2 separate regions of the Mus musculus genome follow, and region 1 is linked to region 2. Evidence: chromatin contacts called from public HiChIP or PLAC-seq data. All regions are on one chromosome and are shown on one strand. Each heading gives the region's core, a stretch centred on a gene start, on an enhancer-like site or on the middle of the called end of the contact. The rest is flanking DNA. Distances are from core to core; before and after follow the strand shown. Region 1 overlaps Prss12 (protease, serine 12 neurotrypsin (motopsin)). Region 2 holds the start of Mettl14 (methyltransferase like 14).

Region 1 (4,350 bases), core at 571-3,070, 95 kb before region 2:
AAATTTGTATAGACTCTAAATAAAATGACAAACCATATTTTATGTTTTAATCTTGTGTGTGTGTGTGTGTGTGTGTGTGTGTGTGTGTGTGTAAATGTCTCTGGGACCCATTCTCAGGTTCATAATTATGATTTTCAAGGTAGGTAGACAACCTAAGGGAGTTGGCTCTCTCCTATCATAAAAACTCTTCGGATTAAATTATAAACATTTTTTAATTGAGCAATCTAGATTTTTAATGAAAAGCAAATCCAGATTTAGACATGAAATGGTAGTTGAGAATTCAAAAGGTTATTTTTCATGGAAAACAGACCTTTTGACAATAAAATCAAGGATGGAAAATGTTTCACATTCCAGACCACTGGTTGGAGGAACAGAGTGGACATCTGTGACCTCAAGAGCAACATCTTGTCCTTACCTGGAGAAAGCCTATGTCCATCGCTGTCAGGATAGCAGGTGAGGCCCACATCTTCTCTATGGCTGCAGTCATGCCTTCCCCACTGTCTCCTGGAACACTGAATGAAGCTGACTTCTTTTCCTGAGCAGCTGACGTCATCCAGCCATATGGGCCTGTTGCTGCCATCAAAATGGTTCACAGAGGACTGTTTGCCGTATCTGTGGCAATGAAATGAGTGCTCTTAGCAGAACTGCCATCCCAGGCATTGAGGGACCAGTAAAAACAACTAATTTAGTATCGTGACTTCAGAGGATAAGAATCTGACCTTTCTCAGGCCTTGGAGACTCAACTGTGCTTGCTTTGCTGTGCATTTGACTTAACTTAAGGTCTTTTGGTTAACTTGATGAGTAACTAACCCATAACTCACTCTTGTGTTTTGACTACAGTTTAACCCACCAGCTTGAGAGCGTGCAAAGAGATAAACCTCAAATTCCTCACCATGGAATAGCTCTGTGAAGTAGAGAGAGAAGATGATGGTTTGGTTTGGGTCTCTGCTTGTCTGAGTTCATCGGCTTCCCTCAGGTTCTCCAGAGTCCTTCTCCAAGAGAGAGTCCCAATTCACTGCCTGCTCACAATTGGGACCCAATCCTGGATTAAAATTTGGCTGTTGTCCCAGCAAAGTAAGAATGACGAGTGTTCTTTTCATAAGGTTATGTAAGTTTAATGCACAAAATTTTTTTATAAATGACACCGTGTGCCAACTGACTTTATTACATTATGTTATGCATTGCAATAAGTGATAAGTTGTGCAGTAGCAAATATCTTTAAAATTGAAAAGTTGGCAGTTGGGTAACTACATTTATTTTCAGCCTTCTCTCAATATTTCTGGTTTGTTTTGTTTTGTTTTGTTTTTGTTTTTGTTTTTGTTCTTTTAGAATCATGGCAGGTATCACTAAACTTGAAGAACTTCAAAGTGCCTTCAAATCTCAGAGTCTGTGAAATTCACCTCTCAGTCAGAAATCTTGGGCCAGTCCCTCCCCTCACTCTATACTTTTATTACCTCTCTACCAAGGACATATGACAAATTTTCCAGTTGCATGAATTTTCCTAATAGCTCTACTGTGCAGTCATTACATTTTTCTAACTTGATAAATTATGTAATAACTTAAGGCAACAGTTTTAAATAGTTACTTTAAGGTCATTTGTCTAACTAATCCAGTTTTTGTTTTTTGTTTTTTGTTTTTTCACAGCAACCAATGAAGTTAAATTGCATACTGCCATCACTCTTGACTTCAAGCATTCTTCCAATCAGCATATTAACCTTATTTCTCTCTGTCTAATTCAGCCACGAAACATATAACAGGAAGTCTCGTTAGCCTGGGTCTGCATTTATACAACGAAACCAAGTTTACTCTTTCTCAATCCAAGTGAATCACTGCTTTCAGAACTTCCTCTGTAACTTACTGGTGGCGCACGCTCACCCTGACACACCACTGAGAACATTTTAAGTACCCCCAAGTCCAGATAGTTTATCTACGAGAGGAAATGGTATGGATCTCTAAAACTGAAGTATAAACTAAATGTAAACTAAACTATAAAATATGGAGGAAAAACCTAAGTATAAAATATAACTCCATATTTTATAGTTTAGCTTACATTTAGTTTATACTTCAGTTTTTCACTAATTGATTATTCACTAATTCACTAGTTGATTATTTTCACTAATGAGAAAGAAAATGTAAAAAAAAATTCCCACATCTGAGACTGAATTGTCAGCATAACATCCTTATTCAATACAACATGGCATAAGCTAAGGAGTTCTTATTAACTAAATGGTCATATGTATTTGGCAATTATACCCCTTGACCTAGTAAGTTCAACAACTGCTATCTGCCCAAAATTATAAACGTCAGTTAATTTGTACATTTGTATCTTCATGATAGCATTATTTATGATTAAGCTGAAAGTTATACTCTTACCCTAGAAAATTAGCCTGAATATAATTAAATCATGGTGTGAGAGTTTCCCCAAAACATGTGACTCTGTACCATTATAAAACTAAGGCAAGTGTCTACACAATCACAGATTTAATATAATGGCTGATACAGAATGGCACATGCAAAGTATGTGTAATTCTTACAAAATGTGTAAGAATGAGAAGTTTGTTTTTCAAACTTTCTTTTTAAAATACAAATTTAATCACAGCTTGATCCAGCTTGGAAGCTGTATAATTTAAAGCTTTGTGAGTATTTGCAATTAGCTATATTTCAAGCTGACTTTAAGTAATTTCACCAACTTTTAAAATAATCACATAGAAATATGAAGCACAAGAATGAAGGGGCATCCATGGGCTTTATTTGAATATTTACCTCAAGGCCATCATTTCCAGTTACTTAAATCAACTTAGGTCTTTACAGTGGAATGTATTATGTATGTAATACTAATGACATACTTCCCTAAGTGTGCTACTCAGATTGCAAGTGGGCAAGGTCAAAGGCTAGTTCTAAAGGCCATCTCATGACAAGAGGGCTGTTCTTTTCCAACACAAGTGTCAATTATCATCGTGTTCCAAGAAAGAACCATGTGACACCACAGCATTCCTCAATGAAACTGCTGAAATTGTAGACACAATGATGTCAAAACTAATAACCTCTAGTAGTAAAAATACATCATAATAAAAGTGAGCATTCACAAAACTTGTCTGAATAGACAAAAGAGCACACCAGAAGTCACTCATAACTTCAACCAATTTGCTCAAGAAAAGAGAGGTTAGTAGGAAAGATACATGAAATAGATGACAAGAGATGGTTACTCACTATCTTTAAAAAATGTCGTGTTTTAATCATAATTCCATTTGTAGGTAGATAGGTGAGGTAGGTAGATTAGGTAGATAAGTAGGCAGATAGGTAGGCAGATAGATAGGTAGGCAGATAGATAGGCAGGTCAGTTGCAATAGTAGGTAGATAGGTCAGTAGGTGGGCATTACTAATATGACAGGCAAATGATGACAAACTAATGAAGATGATGGTGACAGATGATAAGCAAATAGATGATGGAAGACACACAGATAAGCATCTGGTAAGTCAGGCATATCTATTTTTAAAATTAAAGGTAAAAATTATACAGCAATTCTGACTTTAAAGATGTGTTTTGTCATTCAATGTCCCCACACCAGTGAGCCTTACTTAAATCCCAGCAGTCGACAAGCCACGTATGTGTTCATCTCAGTCCAGCCATCATCACAGACTGTCCCCCACTGCCCCTTGTAGTAGACCTCCAGGCGACCTTCATGGGTACTTTTTCCTCCTGCCAGTCTGATGACACCATCTGTGATAAGGAGATAAAGACACAGAGCAAACTAACTTAGAGAGAGAGAGAGAGAGAGAGAGAGAGAGAGAGAGAGAGAGAGAGGAAGGAAGGAAGGAAGGAAGGAAGGAAGGAAGGAAAGAAAGAAAGAAAGAAAGAAAGAAAGAAAGAAAGAAAGAAAGAAAGAAAGAAAGGAGGAAAGGAGGGAGGGAAGGAGGGAAGGAGGGAAGGAGGGAGGGAAGAACGAATCTTTGTTTGGCCTGATGTACCACTGTGTTCAGACCTCCCTCTGAGCTATTTGATAGCCTATCACTGCGCTCTACAATGAGGTTATTGTACTCTTTCTGAGGATTAACACATTTGTCCTTCTGATATTTGAGGTCTATTCTCCAAGTAGAAAATATATTCTGATGTAATTTCTAAGTACATATTTTTATTTTTCTATATTAAATCCTATCTAGGAAATTTCCCATAATTCCACTCCTCTCAAATCTAAACAACAGTCATTTTCATTGAAACAGCAAAGTATATAGTGACGTAGAGATGGTATTTCAAATTTTTAAGTGCAAGTCAAAATACTGAACTAGGAATGTAGGAAAAGCTACCCTGGGTAAAGAATGATCTGTCTTCAGACACTCCTGGGTGATAAA
Region 2 (4,384 bases), core at 259-2,758:
ATGTATTGGAATAACAGCCTAGAGCTGATGGGACAGAAGGAAGGAGCCGGCATGTTCATATATTTTTTGATCTTTGAGCCTTCATAGACTCCAGAGCTCAGCACAGTACTTGCTATAAGAAATGCTCAGTGAATAAACATCTAGTCCCGGCAGTCATAATTATCAAATAATATAGCTAAGTCTGAAAGAGATATACCTTAACACTATATAGTCAAAATAATTTACAGAAGACTTTTTGAAAATTAACGTTTTTGTCATATAATTCTACTATTATGCAAGGAATTTTTGCTTGATTGTTGTTTTTGAGATGGGGTTTCTCTGTGTAGGTCTGGCTGCCCTGAAATTTGCTCTGTAGACCAGGCTGGCCTCGAACTCAGAGAACTGCCGGCCTCTGTCTCTCGGGTGCTGGAATTAAAGGCATTCGCTACCGCTGCCCGCTCTGTTTGTGTGTTGTTATGAATGACAGGGTTTCACTACGTAACTACCGCTGTTTGCTTGCATTTATTTATTTATTTATTTATTTATTTATTTATTTATATGAATGAATGAATGAATGACAGGGTTTCATTACATAGCCTAGCGCTGCCCGCTCTGTTTGTGTGTTTATGAATGACAGGGTTTCACTACGTAACTACCGCTATGTTTGCTTGCATTTATTTATTTATTTATTTATTTATTTATTTATTTATTTACTACGTAACTACCGCTATGTTTGCTTGCATTTATTTATTTATTTATTTATTTACTACGTAACTACCGCTATGTTTGCTTGCATTTATTTATTTATTTATTTATTTATTTATTTATTTATTTATATAAATGAATGAATGACAGGGTTTCAGCGCTGCCCGCTCTGTTTGTGTGTTTATGAATGACAGGGTTTCACTACGTAACTACCGCTATGTTTGCTTGCATTTATTTATTTATTTGTTTGTTTATTTATTTATATAAATGAGTGAATGACAGGGTTTCATTACATAGCCTAGGCTCCAAACTCCTGGGTCCTCCTGCCTCAGCCCCCCAAGACCCTCTTTCTCTGTTCTTATTTATTTATTTATTTATTTATATAAATAAATGAGTGAATGACAGGGTTTCATTACATAGCCTAGGCTCCAAACTCCTGGGTCCTCCTGCCTCAGCCCCCCAAGACCCTCTTTCTCTGTTCTTTTACAAAAGCTCGCTAACTTGCCAAGGTTACTGAGCGGCGATCCAGTCCTTCACAAGCCGGTCAGTATTGCAGTGAAAGAAACCCACAAGCATCCCTCAAATATTAAAAAGCCAGGACTGGCAGGCGGACAATTGGTTAACGGGAAAAAGAAAAACTTCTTTTATGAGCAGGAAAAACAAAAAACAAAAAAACCGAGCCTAACCCTTCAGGAAAGACTTTAAGCACTAAGAAGATAGCCAAAAGCGGCTCCTCGCCCTCAACCACCACTACATCCCCATTGGGTCTCGTCGTGTGACATCATATCTTCGGCGTCCTGGAGGCGGGACTTCCTGTTCAGGCATAGCCTGTTTCAGGCGCGCCGGAAACTTCCTCCTGAGGGACGTGAAAGTCTCCGGGTCAGAATCTCTGCGGGGCGGGACCCGGTGTTTCCTGGTTTGGCAGGTGGATTTGCATTTTGGCGGGCGCGGAGTCTGTCGGGGTGGTGAGCAGCCGAAGCTGGGGCATGGATAGCCGCCTGCAGGAGATCCGGGAGCGGCAGAAGTTACGGCGGCAGCTCCTAGCTCAGCAGGTGTGCGGCGGGTGGGAGGGAGCATTAGTGCGCGTGCGCGGCCGCCTCTTTTAAAAAAAATTTTTTTTTTTTTTTTTTTTTTTTTTTTTTGGTGAACTCTCACATCAGCATCTGTCAAGGTCTTTGTCCCGGGACTTTTATTCCCTAGTCTACTCGAGTGCCTGTCAGAGTCATTACGTAGAAAACCAACCGCTGCCAGGCTTGGGCTTTCTGTCCCCACCGTGGCGGGCACGGACTTGAGTGGTGGGGGTAGACTTGGGAATTGTCGATGAGTGCAGTGCTAGTAGTTGCTACAAGAGCAAGTGGCAGTTTTAGCCCTTACATTTCACCGTCACTGTTGAAGCAGTGTTTCATGTCTTGCCTTTCTCCCGCGTCAGCTTCAGATTCTTTATTTTTTTTAAGATTAGTTTTTATTTTAAATTATGTGGGGTTTGTCTCTCTGTGTGTATATATATATGTGCACGTGAGCACAGCGCCAGAGGTGTTGGATCTTTCTGGAGCTGGAACTACAGGTAGTTGTGAGCCTCCTGGTGTGGGTGCTTGGGACTTGAACTCAGGTCCTTTGGAAGAGCAGTGCATGTTCTTAATCTTTTCTTGATATTGGTTTTGAAGGAAGTTTGATTATTTTCTTGAGATCCTGTCGAAAGACTCATTGGAAGCCACCTAAGTTAGAGCAAATTTTAGATTCTGCACTTAGAACACAGTCTACCTTCAACCAAACGTTTGAATCCTTACTTGGTAATTTATTAGAGACAGGAGGTGTTACGTTCACTAGTACATTAGGACTAGGTTTCCAAATTTTAACGTTTTTCCCTAGCCAGCCCTCACCAGAGAATTCTCTAAGATTCCTCTCTCTAGAGATTACTTTTCAAACCTTTCGCTTTCATTGAAGCTAGTGAATGAAGATGTGAGTGCTTGCCGTTTAGTAGACCATTCATGCAGGGAATACATACTACAAGTTGTTTTACTTAAAAATCTCAGGCTGTTTTCATTACACCATACAAATCAATATAAGTAATGGAGGGAAATGCTCAAAGCTTGAGTGAGTAAATTTTAGATTTCCAATGAGTCTTTCTCGCCAGGATCTCAAGAAAATAATACAAACTTCCTTCGACACCAGTCTCGAGAATGTGAAGGTGGGCTAGAGAGAGAGGTGGCTCAGTGGTTAAGGTAGAGCGCTGTCATTTCTCATTGCTAAATCTTGGGTTCCTCAAAGAACTTTCTGAAGGAATGACTCGTATTCTGAGATGAGAATTACAAATAGAGAATCAGACAATGCTCTAACTATCGGAAGTGAGTGTTCTGTCCTCTGACCAAGAAGTCGAGAAGATTTTTCTGGAGGAGGTGAACCTGATGAGCATTTCATTATTGGAAGAGAGTTTTCACTGAAGAAATGAGGGCGGCCATGTGAAGTGGTGCAGAGTATTTTGTTGTTTATGCCGCTAACTGGCAGCACTGATATTTTGAATACCTGCTTGCTCTGGGGCTAAAGCGACCACTAACTGCAGATTTTCTTATGCCGTGTTTGTACCTAATACTGCAGCGTTCCTCCTGTGTCCTCAGTCTGACTTGGAAGGTTTTCTGTGAATCGGCTCTATTCAGCTCAGCCTTTGTCTACATTTATTGCATTCGACAGAATTCCTCCAGCGGCCACTTACAGTTGACATTACTGGGTTTAAGCTGTTAGTAGATTTTATTAAAAGCTTAGCTTTAATGAAGCTGAGTGCATCTCTGTGAGAGCAGGAGATACATGTAGTACATAAAGTGGTTCACATGAAGGGCTTTGCTTTCTGTGTTACTGCTTCTGATGCCAACTTGTATTTCATTCACCATTGGCGACAGGGAATCATCCTAATTTCAAATTTAACCAAATGCGTAAAATACTTTCCGTCTGACAAAGTCATTCTTAATTAAAATGATTTTCTTACCATTCACTTAGAGTTGATCTTGCAAGCCTATTGATAGTGTGCTAAGGGTGGTGTTGCTTTTATAAAATACTTGATTTGTTGAAATTAGCAACACATTTTGGGCGTGTGAACAATGCGTTGTGACCTAACTTTGGGTTCTTGCTTCCTAGTTGGGAGCTGAGAGTGCGGATAGCATTGGTGCTGTGTTAAATAGCAAAGATGAACAGAGGGAGATTGCTGAAACCAGAGAAACCTGCAGGTATGCGGAGTAACCTTGCTAGTGTGTGTTCATGGTGGGAAAGGATCATTTGTTTCAGTTTCTGTTGTGACTTATGGGGGAGCTTCGGGGGAATGAGACAGTCATGCTATGTAGCCCATGTTGGCCTCAAACTTGGAGCACCTCTGCCTGAACCTCTTGAGAACTGAAATCTCCCATAAAGGGTTGATTTTTAATAAGCAATTGTAGATTGAGTGTGTTCTTAAGAAAACTGAAAATGGAAATTTCGGAAACAGTTTTAATGTCAGGTTGAAATTATGAAATATTTTCTGAAAACACTGGGCTCCTATTTATAAAGTGGGTGGAAGTGAAGTGTTACACTAAGAATTAGCTTACATATCATAAATAATGTCGAATCATAATTTTAAGAAAATATACTTCAAAAGTAGTATTTATCTGATAATTCAAAAAACATTTCATAATTTTAATTTTCTAGATTACCAGTTGTATCAGTTTAGCTAGTA

What was found. HiChIP or PLAC-seq counts read pairs in DNA pulled down with a chosen protein or histone mark.
Region 1: an H3K4me3 HiChIP or PLAC-seq map of bone marrow-derived macrophages shows a contact between it and region 2, with 2.3 times the contacts expected there. The contact joins the enhancer-like site here to the promoter of Mettl14 in region 2. A contact is called at or near these places in 4 of 39 promoter capture datasets (frontonasal cranial neural crest, macrophages, maxillary cranial neural crest and 1 more), 9 of 484 Hi-C or Micro-C datasets (the 3T3-L1 cell line, the G1E-ER4 cell line, cerebellum and 6 more), 2 of 115 datasets of contacts at active chromatin or transcription factors (bone marrow-derived macrophages and craniofacial prominence) and 2 of 9 other capture datasets (adipose tissue and liver).

What each region holds. Positions count from the first base shown.
Region 1 is chr3:123,478,936-123,483,285 of GRCm38.p6, reverse strand. It overlaps Prss12 (protease, serine 12 neurotrypsin (motopsin)), which reads right to left. Exons shown (of 11, transcript NM_008939.2): 4 at 3,580-3,721; 5 at 416-612. Among named protein-coding and RNA genes, the nearest start is that of Snora24, 27 kb to the left of the region's middle. Within about 2 kb of position 1,820, at least 6 of the 459 cell types and tissues checked have an H3K27ac peak or open chromatin away from gene starts, as enhancers often do. A contact at or near this core is called in bone marrow-derived macrophages, where this site is marked.
Region 2 is chr3:123,383,114-123,387,497 of GRCm38.p6, reverse strand. Mettl14 (methyltransferase like 14) reads left to right here and starts at 1,508. Exons shown (of 11, transcript NM_201638.2): 1 at 1,508-1,736; 2 at 3,814-3,902. The coding sequence starts at 1,671.